Linked DNA regions of Mus musculus: all the other regions are linked to region 1. A link is a contact called in public capture Hi-C and promoter capture Hi-C data. All regions are on one chromosome and are shown on one strand. Each heading gives the region's core, a stretch centred on a gene start, on an enhancer-like site or on the middle of the called end of the contact. The rest is flanking DNA. Distances are from core to core; before and after follow the strand shown. Region 1 holds the start of P2ry10b (purinergic receptor P2Y, G-protein coupled 10B). Region 2 holds the start of Pgk1 (phosphoglycerate kinase 1). Region 3 holds the start of Cysltr1 (cysteinyl leukotriene receptor 1). Region 4 overlaps Gm5127 (predicted gene 5127).

Region 1 (2,672 bases), core at 128-2,627:
TACATCCAAAGAAATGTTCATCGTAAGCTGAGAATCAGCCCCATTGAGACTCGACAGCTGTGCTAAGTTCTAGGGCTTGATGAAAATCCTTTTGTGCTATTTGAAGCCATCACATCCCACCGGAAAATGCATGCATGGAAAATGTCCCAATCTGAGAAAACATGTCAAGTCTCATCTTATGAAAAGATTAAGGCACTTAGATGCATTTACTACTTGAATGCTGCTTTAATTTGGTTGACACAAACCATGGGTTTAAAATTGTAAGTTTATTTTCTCCCGTTGGCTCACACTAACAAAAATGCATTTAATGAACCACAATCTCAATTTTAACACAGAATTGTTAGAAGCAATGTTTACTACAAGTCTGAACCCCTGGTTTTTGTCAGTGGCATGCTAAATTGTAGAGAAAGGAGCTTTCTATCTAGACAGCCACATTTCCTCTCAGAAAGCATGCAGCAGTTTCAGCGAACATTTTAACCACTTAAACTTATAAATAGATATTACCTCACTGAAGTCTCCATTCTTCATAACAATATATCCCCCCAAAGGTAAGATATTAGCAGACTCAGAATTAAGTTTTCAGTGGAAGCAGCAGAAAATCACACTGTCGTTTTCAATTCACAGAGGCTTTTTAGTTCTATTTTTGAATGTATGAAGAGAAAGCCAAGAACCTTACCCTTTCTACCCAGATATCCTGTAGTGAACTGCAGGCTTTTACAGCTAGAAGAGGAAGTAACGTAGTTTATTCAGCAAAACAGGAAAAAAAAACAAAATCGTTTACCTCTAATGGGAGGTAGAACTGTCTGTCAGCATCACTCAGTTGTTTGGGAAAGCCTTTGCCTCAGAGGATATTGTGGGCAAAGTAAATTCAAATTTTGGCTTTGATAAATTCAGAGTTTCCATGATTTGTACACTTCTTCAATCAGGAACAGAGTATCTGACTTTAATTTGCCACGTATTACAGTCGTTGTCTCAGTCTATTCTGAACATTTAAATTGTGGGCTATGCAAAAAGCCAGTTTAACTGTTAGAATTTTATTTACCATTGAAAAATCAATTCTTATGTTTATAAAATCCTAATTGCGTTTTTACAGAAAGCAGTAAGTATCAATTTTATATTGATTCCCCATTTTTTCCCATCATATTTAATTCCTTACCATGGCTTCTTTCTGCTGCAATCTTCCGGCATCTACTTCTTAGAGAAATCCATTCCCAGGACTCAGAAGGCTACTATCTAGCTAACTACACCACAGTTTCCTAAACTTATAAAAGATACTGTGCTTCTAGATATCATTACATCCCATGACTACAATGGCTAATGTTTCCATCTAAAGACATAAACGGTCATGTGCCTTTGCTATGGTACTTCGAAAGAGAATGTGTCAAGAATGCACTGAGCTTCCTGCTATGCACACGCCCAACTTATTCTATCATCATCTTTCTTCTTCCTTTTTTCCCCCCCTTTCTATGAGCATGCAGGCATATGTCTGAGTCACATATGATTTTCAGGCTGGCTATATGAGGTCAATATTTCCAAATTAGCTACATTTTGCCATATTGTCTGTTTTAGGAATTAAGCAATGGTAATAATAAAAACTTCTTTGGGAGTTAGGACAAATCTTATTGGTCACCCAAATGGAAGAATTTGAAATCACCAAAAAGGTGGTGATTAGTAAGGTCACATAAAAGAGATGACCTAATGTGTGATTTGTGGTCTTCTTTGAGGTTAAGAATTGTGTCTTCATATACTTAAACAATAGTAACACATTAAGTTCTTAAAATTATATTGTAAAGATATTATTAGGGTAGCTTTAAGCATATCTGGAGAAGAAGTGAAATGCCTGAAAAGCATTACAGTTTCTCAGAATGGATTGGTAAGGATCTCAAATACAACCTTTTAGGATTTTGTAATCTTATAGCCCCACTAAAATGGTTAGGTAGTAGTCACTTGCAGACTTTCATTTAAAAACATGAAGTAAAACAAAAGCAAAGCTTTGGAACTGAAAGTTCCTCCTTAGTGACCTTTGTTTTACTCTTTTAAAGTTTCAGTAACTAAGACACTATGAGGATCCCTGGAAATGTATTTTATTCTGTACCTTTCCCTTTTCATATAGCAGTTTCTATTTTCTTATATTATATCAGGAAAAGCAAATGAGGATGATGTTGCTATGAGGCATGAAGCCTCAAAAGGAAAAAAGAAGTAATTACCCTAAAAAGTAAAGCAAGCAAAGCCAGAATTAGTACCTGGATATCTTAGATTCTTTCCTATTGCTGTGATAAAATACCCACAAAAGCAACTTATGGGAGAAAGTTTTTGATCGGTTTTGTTTTGTCCTCACTCATAGTTTAATGTGCAATGCTCTAAGGCAAGGGAACCAAAGGGGCATAAGTTAGAAGTGACTGGTTATATTATATCCAAAATCAGCAATGGATGTGTGCCTTCCTCTGCACCTTTTCACCGTAATAAGCAAATTAGACTATTATCCTTTCATTCAAATGCACTCAGGGACTCAGAAGATAGGTAGCATGAGGCTAGATTTCTGACCAAATTACCACTCAAATTACCAGTACTTGAGAGATAAGAGTCCTTGTTCCCTGCCCCCCTTGAAACCTGATGAACCAGGCGACTGCTGGCTACATCTCTTAACAGGTTTTTTTTTTTTTCTTTCAAAC
Region 2 (2,672 bases), core at 84-2,583, 960 kb after region 1:
AGAGAACCTCTGTTCCCTTACATGTGTTAGTATCTAAAGGATGCCCTCACTTGAACTGGCCCAAATCTTCAAAGGGACCAGGATTACTGCCAATCAGTCATCCACTTCCAAAGAAGGTCAAGCAGGCAGAGTAGTCAGTCACTGCGACCATCAATGGCCCTTAAAAATTCCCATCCTTGGGTCCTATAGTTGTTACATGAACAACCAGGCCCATCAGTTATGTATCTAACCATCATCCTTGACTCCTGGCAAAAAAAAAAAAGTATACATTATGAAAGGCAAAAAGGAGAAGACGCATACACCCTAGTAATTCTTTCAGGTAAGGGAGAAGCCAAGTTAAGTCAGTGACCTGGGACCCACATGTGCCACGTGCGTGGGAGCCTTCCTCAGTTCTGACATCCTGCTTCTCTAGCCACCTCTCGAGTGAGGTTACAGGCCTCCAACTCCCGGCGGCCACACCCTGCATGTGTCACAATCCTGATGCAAACCCCAGGGCCAGGAGTCCAACCGCAAGGTAGGGCAGCAGAGGCCTGTTATATAAGCCATACAGAGCTTCATCCAGTGGGCCTCACCCTCCCACCCACAATTCTTTGGGGAGAGGGACCTCCACTCGAGAGGACTTTGAGCAACATCTTTTGGGAAAGAAATCATTTGTACCAGGACCAATGAAACGTGGGCGGTTTCGGATTCGTCACGGATGGTCCAAGAATCTTGGGGGAAGGGAAACTAGCTAAATGACCTTTCAAGGTCCCTCAGCAGGGGCCTAGAGATTTGCAGGATAAGTACTACGTCCATTCTCGCTACAAGAGATGAAACTGCACTTCAGAAATGGGAAAAAGATTGAGTCCTGAGAATCTGAGCCCTTTATCAGTGGGATCAACTCCCTAAAGGACACATTTGGTCGCTTTTTAAGCTAGAAGCAGTTAGGACGCAGAAAAGCAAACTCAGACACAGTCTCCGCCCCAATGAGGTGAGAGGAACAGCCTTAACCTCCAAACCCAGGACCCCCAAGACCCAGCTGAAAAATAAGTGCAACTTAAGGTGATGGGAAAACCGTGCTTGCCACGGCCAGAGAGAATGTGGCCCCGAGGGCTTGAGGGCAGCAGTACGGAATTACCTCATCACGACCCGCTTCCCCTTCACGTCCAGCTTGTCCAAAGTCAGCTTGTTGGAAAGCGACATTTTGGCAACACCGTGAGGTCGAAAGGCCCGGAGATGAGGAAGAGGAGAACAGCGCGGCAGACGTGCGCTTTTGAAGCGTGCAGAATGCCGGGCCTCCGGAGGACCTTCGGGCGCCCGCCCCGCCCCTGAGCCCGCCCCTGAGCCCGCCCCCGGACCCACCCCTTCCCAGCCTCTGAGCCCAGAAAGCGAAGGAGCAAAGCTGCTATTGGCCGCTGCCCCAAAGGCCTACCCGCTTCCATTGCTCAGCGGTGCTGTCCATCTGCACGAGACTAGTGAGACGTGCTACTTCCATTTGTCACGTCCTGCACGACGCGAGCTGCGGGGCGGGGGGGAACTTCCTGACTAGGGGAGGAGTAGAAGGTGGCGCGAAGGGGCCACCAAAGAACGGAGCCGGTTGGCGCCTACCGGTGGATGTGGAATGTGTGCGAGGCCAGAGGCCACTTGTGTAGCGCCAAGTGCCCAGCGGGGCTGCTAAAGCGCATGCTCCAGACTGCCTTGGGAAAAGCGCCTCCCCTACCCGGTAGAATTCCCAGGCGCCTTTTCTAGACCTTTGCAAATGTCATCCCCTTTTGGAATCCTCTGCTTTCTCAGCTCCCAAATGGAAGTCTACATAAGGTCTTACTTAGTAATCGAAACCTCTCAGAAGTTAAAAAAGGACCAGGCCTTCCCCTCCCCCCTTTTATAATAAAAAGTACAATGTAATTGCTGTGGTTACATTATTCATAATGACGAATACATATAGCATGTGTCATGCTAACTAACAATGCTCATAAAATTCCTAAGTACGTTCTGTTATTAAAGATGAAGTAACTGATAGACAAAGATTTAGTGTCTTATCAAGACTGCAAAGCATCTAAGTGATCATTTCAATCCTGGGCCACTGTGATTTCGACTGCTTTGGGAGTGTAGCTCAGTGGTAAAATGCGGGCCAGAGGCCGTGGATCCAATCTCCAGCACTGTTTAAAAACAAAAACAAAACTTTAAATCTCTACTGACACTCATTTGGGCTAAGGACGGTGCTCAGTGGTAAAGTGCTTGCCTGACGGTCTGAGACAGGACAACTAGTTAGGAAATTGAAGGGCACATGAGAAATGGAAGCCCTTGTTCACTCTCCTGGTTTTTTCTTTCCACCTCTCTCACTGGCAGATATCCAGGAGTGACTGGCCAAAGCACCTCTGGAAGTTACTATATTATGTGAAGTAACTCAGAAAGACAATACCATGTGTTTTCTATCCTATGCAGCTTTTTATATAAGCATATACATGGAGAGGAGAGACAGGTCCAGGAAAGGGAAACAGTTTTAAGAGAACAGAGGACGGAAAAAGAACTGGGTAACAGGAGCCACGTGACATGGAAGAGACAAAGGACTGCAGGAATGCTGAGAGCCCCCATGGTTATCCAATAGCAGTAGTGCAGTCTGAAATCGGATACATACAAGCGACTTTACACAGACTGAGAAGGCTGTCCTTACATATTTAAGTACACACACA
Region 3 (2,672 bases), core at 48-2,547, 550 kb after region 1:
GAGAAATGGAATGCAGTCAGTTCCAGAAAACACAGTAAGATTGGAGCAGCTAATAGAAAGTGAAGCCCTGTCAGAGCTGATGGAAAGCCTGTTCTTCCCATCACTCAGGAACAGAGACACAACTAAAGAAATAAAGAAGTCAGAGGGGGGGGGCACCCCCTCGATGCTACACCAACAGTGGTGCTATCTTTTCTTTTTTTTAAGATTTATTTATTATTTATTATATGTAAGTACACTGTAGCTGTCTTCAGACACACCAGAAGAGGGCATCAGATCTCATTACAGATGGTTGTGAGCCACCATGTGGTTGCTGGGATTTGAACTCTGGACCTTTGGAAGAGCAGTCGGGTGCTCTTACCCACTGAGCCATCTCACCAGCCCCAAGTGGTGCTATCTTAAAGCACTTTTCTTCAGTATCTAAAAAAAAATACCCCTTCTGCCATAACTCAAACTCCTTGAAAACAACACATACTGGAGGGGAAGTAAAACTTTATACTCTGTATCTCTTATAAACTCAATTCCATTGAATAAATACTGGCTAAAATAGCAATAAAATTCCCAAGATAGGATTAAAGTCTGCTCTTGAATCCAAATGTTTGCTTCCCTTTTAAATGTTCTTGGACGACCTTTTCTCCCAAGCATCATCATTACCACTGCATCCAAGGATTCCGTGGAAGAGGATAAAGAGTGACTGTAAAGTCATTAGGCTGCCTAAAGATGGAAAATTTGAGAAATTTCTTTCTTGTAGCCCATAACTGGCCAGAAAGCCACTGTTATAAGGACATTTACAAGTCCTTCCAACTAGTTATTAATAATAAGGCTACGTTTACACAATGTGTGTGTGTGTGTGTGTGTGTGTGTGTGTGTGTATCCCAACACAGGACTTTCATAGTAAAATTCAAAGTAGTTCATTCACCCAGTTTACTTCAAAATCTTATCAATTTGTCTTCAACATCAAATCACACCTCAGGTTCTAATTAGCACACTCTAGATTGGCATGTCCTTTTCCTCCTAGGATATGAGACAATCAAAAAGAAAAATGCTTTTCAAAATTCTTATAGAATCACAAATTTCATGAAGGAGGGGGACACACACACATACAGCCTGTGAAGGAGAGAGGATATATGGAAGGAGAGAGGTAAAGAGGAAGTATATCTTAAGATCAAGTTTCACATAATGCCAGATATATTAGCATATACTGGTAGGATTATCTTTTCCCCGCCTACAAATAGCCTAAGCACCCTCCAGTCATAAAAATCAGAGAGAAGTAAGCTGAACAGCAGACACTCCTCCTTACTTCCCACCTCAGAGCAGCTGCATGACTTCCTGAGGATTCTATTGCAGTAGCCAGAGATAAACACTCATTTGTGCATATTACGTGCAAGTCTCCAGTTTCTATTCTTCTTCCCTCTCCGCTCTTTCCCTTCCCCCACTTTAAACCAGGGAAGCCAAACTCTGGCGGGGTTGAAGCGGCTTGAGAAGTACTAAGAAACAGGAAGAAGAGTCGAGGTCTATTGGCTAGCAAATGTGCCATGGCCTGACCTCTCTCCTCTGGAAAAGAAACATTCCTAAAGAGCAGGAGCCCTGTGAATGGAGTGGACCATCCCGAATATCCAGACTTATTTGCAGCTCACCATCCAGGGTTAGCTCACCAGGAGACTAGCAGGTTGGAATTTCTGAAGATTTGGATCTTGCTTCAGGGAGCAAAAGGACCTTAAACTGTGAAGCTTGGAATCAGCAGGTAAGAAAATTGGGTTGGTTGGAGCAAAGTTGAACTGATGGCAGATTCTACCAAATGCCTCAGAGATTGTGGATAACTGCCCTGCCTTATCTGCCTTGAATTAAGCTGCTAATCTGAACATCTGCATTCTTTCGGCTTTGGTTCTTGGCCAGAGCTCTGATCGTCTAATCAGCCTGTCAGCAAGTGTAGCTCACTGCCTCTGTTGCACGCTCAAAATGGCAAACTGTTGAGGTGGCATTCCTCAAGCCTCCAGCACCTTTACGACTCAGCCAGAAGTGCAAAATCGGCCTCAAGCTCCCATCTTAAGGCTACCCTGGAGCTTCTGTAATGCAGATTTAAATGTGGAAAGAATGTGTTCAGCGGCTGCTGCTGCACGTAAACCAACCAGTTGGGGGCTGACCTAGACTTTTCACGAGGCACTTTCATGCTTTGTTTTCTTCTTACTTAATTCACTTTACATCCTGCTCAAAGTTTCACACTTTTCACCTTCTTTGCATCCTATAATTGAGACAGGATGTCCCTCTTTCCCCCACTCCTTCATTCTCATCATAGTTCTCATTCTACCCTCCCCCAGGCCCCTCTCTTAGGTAAAGAGAAAAGTGACTCAGACAGGTTAAGGAATTTCCTTGCAACACACCACGCTGCTAGAAACTGGCCATTTGACTCAAGACTACAGAAAGAAAGCCCTATCAACTTACAGACAACTAGTAGAAATACCTATGACCTACTTTGTAACTTAGGGCTAAACTCACTAGGTTAACATTAGACTAAGAAGTCATACAATTTAATCAACCACATGGGACAAGAACGTTTTTTTGTCTTCTTAGCTATTTTCAATGGTATGCAAATAGACTGGCAGGCACTACCTTTTTAAATTCAGTGGTTCTAAATCCCTGTCTCTGCAATTGTTTTGAAATCAAGGAGATCAAAC
Region 4 (2,672 bases), core at 122-2,621, 530 kb after region 1:
CAGAGGTAGGCTGATTTCTGAGTTCGAGGCCAGCTTGGTCTACTGAGTGAGTTCAAGGACTGCCAGGGCTACACAGAGAAACCCTGTCTCAAAAAACCAAATAAATAAATAAATAATGTTTTAAAAAATTTTAAAAAGGTTTATTTATTTTATGTGTGTGAGTGTTTTGCTCACATGTGCATCTGTGAAACACATGCATGTATGATGCCCACAAAATAGGGTGTCAGATTCTCAGAACTGGAATTATGGATAGTTGTGTGTTACCACGTGGAAGCCAGACATTAGACTGAGTTCTTGCATGAGAATATGTTCTTAACTGCTGAGCCATCTCTCCAGCCCCCTACTACCTTATTTTCAACCATTTTTGTGATTGGATTAGAGATCTGCTCCATGCAAGGTACTACGAATCCAGTCAAAAGTCAATACCTATGGAGGGCATGGACCCAAGGGTGTAACACACTCACATGGTTCACTGAATGAACTACCTTCTAAATGTTTGTGTTTATATACATGGACAAGTAGTGGAGCAGAAAAGATTCTTTTTGCAGAGGGTGACAGTTAATATAGACACATATCACAGGACATCTATACCATCACTCCCCACAAAGGCCCAGGAAATGTCAAAGAAGAGGAGGCAGAAGGAATTAAGAGCCAAAAGATGGAGAAGAGCATGACAAAATGCTGCCATCCCAACATGACATCACCTTTGCAACCATGAGTACATAGAAGCTAAGGAAATTTTCCATTGTGGGTAAAGGAGATATCTATGAGGTCCCATCTCTTCCTCAGGAGCTAATGACTAGTAATGGTCGATGAAGGGGGCACGTATCATTTTCTTGAAATTGCCTCTAGGAAACTAGGTAGGAAGAGGAAATAGGATCAGAAAAAAATGAAAAGTAATAAAGGGCTAAAATATCAAGAAAAAAAGATTTTGCAATTATCCAGAAAAAATTAAAAAAAAAACATTATTTTCATTCAAATCCCAGCTATCGATGTACTTTCCCCACCTCATTGCAAGACAGCATTTCAAACCATAGTCACAAAAAAAGTACAAAACTCCTTTTTTCTATGTCATATCTCCCAAGCTTCAGAAAATATCCAAAAGAATGTCAGGTTTGTCCTGATAATCATTTTACAACATAACCAGCATAATGGACTCCTTTTAGTCAAGCATGCTCACTATAAACGAAGTGCACTTTCCCTCAAAGTCTTCCAAGAAGCAGAATTCATTTCCTGTTTCTCTCAGTGATCCTTCTTCCTGCAGCATCTGGCACTAACCTCAACTGCAGCTGGTCCCCTCCATTATAATCCTGCTGCTGATCACGTCCAGAGACTCGTCTCAGTTTTCTGTCATTTTGAATTCTTGGCACATGATACTCACCAGCCTCTCTTTAAAGGACTTCCTGTTTTTATCTATATATTACACAGAGTGGCTTCCTCTTTGATCTCTGGCAATTCTTTTTCCTCTCAGTTAATTCTAGTTATTAGAATGTTCTACCTGTACACTTTACCACAACCTTATTTTCAACCTTTTCTTATTTTCTGTTTAGTTTTCATTTGACCTATGAGGACAGTTTTAATTATTTCCTCTGTGTGTGTAATTTAAATTCCTATTGCTGATCATGTGACCTTAGCTGATAGGCAATTCATTTCAAACTCCCTGCAATAATAAAAAATAATGAACACTTTACATTAAACTTGATAAAGTTCTGGGCTGGTTGGGTTGGTTGGTTGGTTGTTCATTTTGCTGATTTGACACAACTAGAGTTATCTGGAAAAGGAAATCTCAGTTAAAATTCCTCCATCAAACTGACCTCTAGACAAGTCTGTGGGACATTTTCTTTATTAGTGATTGACATGAGAAAGTTTGGCACACTGTGGATGGTGCTACCCTTGAACAGATGAACCTGTGTTGTATAAGAAAGCAAGCTAAGCAAGCCATGGAGAGCAAGGCAGTATGCAGTAGTCCTTCATGGTCTCTACTTCCGTTCCCACCTTCAGGTTCATGCCTTGAGTTCCTGCCCTGACTTCTGCTCATGATGGACTGTAAGTTGTAAACTGATATAAGCCCTTTTCTCTCCATGCTGCTTTTGTTCACAGTGTTTATCACAGCAACAGAAAGTAAACTAGGATAAGTACTTTTACCTCCATGATCTCATTTTATTCTAACACACTTTGAGTTTAAAAACCCACAAGATGCACCAAGAATTTAGCCAAGTCATTATCCATTATCTCACTACACACACACACACACACACACACACACACACACACACATACACACACATACACACATGCACACACACACACACAACACATACACACACACAATCTACAATGACCTAAATCTTGGTGTGAGTTCCAAGAACTTTAAAAAACTAGAAAATGCAATTGCATTCTTCTTGGAAATCAAAAAAGTACCTGAACAAAAGGGAAGGAACTAAAGTAGACACTCAGCACTATCCAAATCAAACAGCTTACTCTCGTGGTGACACTAATAGTGAAGTCTGTTGTAGTTTTTCACATACATACTTTTTACTAGGTATGGTGACTCATGCTTGTGGTCTCATGGCTCCCTGGAAGCAAAAATAGTCTTTATTTTGACAATTTTAGATGGAATCTTTTTCTAAACTGTGTTTTACATTCTTACATACTTCTCTTAAACTGAGGGT

Evidence for each region. Promoter capture Hi-C pulls out the DNA fragments that hold promoters and counts their contacts. Capture Hi-C pulls out chosen DNA fragments and counts their contacts.
Region 2: a contact with region 1 is called in a promoter capture Hi-C map of liver. The contact joins the promoter of Pgk1 here to the promoter of P2ry10b in region 1. A contact is called at or near these places in 5 of 39 promoter capture datasets (the 3T3-L1 cell line, the C10 cell line, cranial neural crest and 1 more) and 1 of 9 other capture datasets (liver).
Region 3: a contact with region 1 is called in a capture Hi-C map of macrophages, with 3 times the contacts expected there. The contact joins the promoter of Cysltr1 here to the promoter of P2ry10b in region 1. A contact is called at or near these places in 3 of 39 promoter capture datasets (HPC-7-derived erythroid cells, cranial neural crest and pre-B cells), 2 of 484 Hi-C or Micro-C datasets (both in group 2 innate lymphoid cells), 3 of 115 datasets of contacts at active chromatin or transcription factors (embryonic stem cells, microglia and pro-B cells) and 4 of 9 other capture datasets (adipose tissue, embryonic stem cells, liver and 1 more).
Region 4: a contact with region 1 is called in a promoter capture Hi-C map of pre-B cells. The contact joins the enhancer-like site here to the promoter of P2ry10b in region 1. A contact is called at or near these places in 6 of 39 promoter capture datasets (the C10 cell line, cranial neural crest, embryonic stem cells and 3 more), 2 of 484 Hi-C or Micro-C datasets (the C10 cell line and pre-B cells) and 1 of 9 other capture datasets (adipose tissue).

What each region holds. Positions count from the first base shown.
Region 1 is chrX:107,147,632-107,150,303 of GRCm38.p6, reverse strand. It overlaps P2ry10b (purinergic receptor P2Y, G-protein coupled 10B), which reads right to left and starts at 1,377. Exons shown (of 2, transcript NM_001122596.1): 1 at 1,157-1,377.
Region 2 is chrX:106,185,761-106,188,432 of GRCm38.p6, reverse strand. Pgk1 (phosphoglycerate kinase 1) reads right to left here and starts at 1,333. Exons shown (of 11, transcript NM_008828.3): 1 at 1,118-1,333. The coding sequence starts at 1,182.
Region 3 is chrX:106,602,304-106,604,975 of GRCm38.p6, reverse strand. Cysltr1 (cysteinyl leukotriene receptor 1) reads left to right here and starts at 1,297. Exons shown (of 4, transcript NM_021476.5): 1 at 1,297-1,741. All of the region lies in intron 1 of Gm5127 (predicted gene 5127), which reads right to left.
Region 4 is chrX:106,622,555-106,625,226 of GRCm38.p6, reverse strand. The region is part of intron 1 of Gm5127 (predicted gene 5127); the gene reads right to left. Among named protein-coding and RNA genes, the nearest start is that of Cysltr1, 20 kb to the right of the region's middle. Within about 2 kb of position 1,371, at least 24 of the 459 cell types and tissues checked have an H3K27ac peak or open chromatin away from gene starts, as enhancers often do. A contact at or near this core is called in pre-B cells, where this site is marked.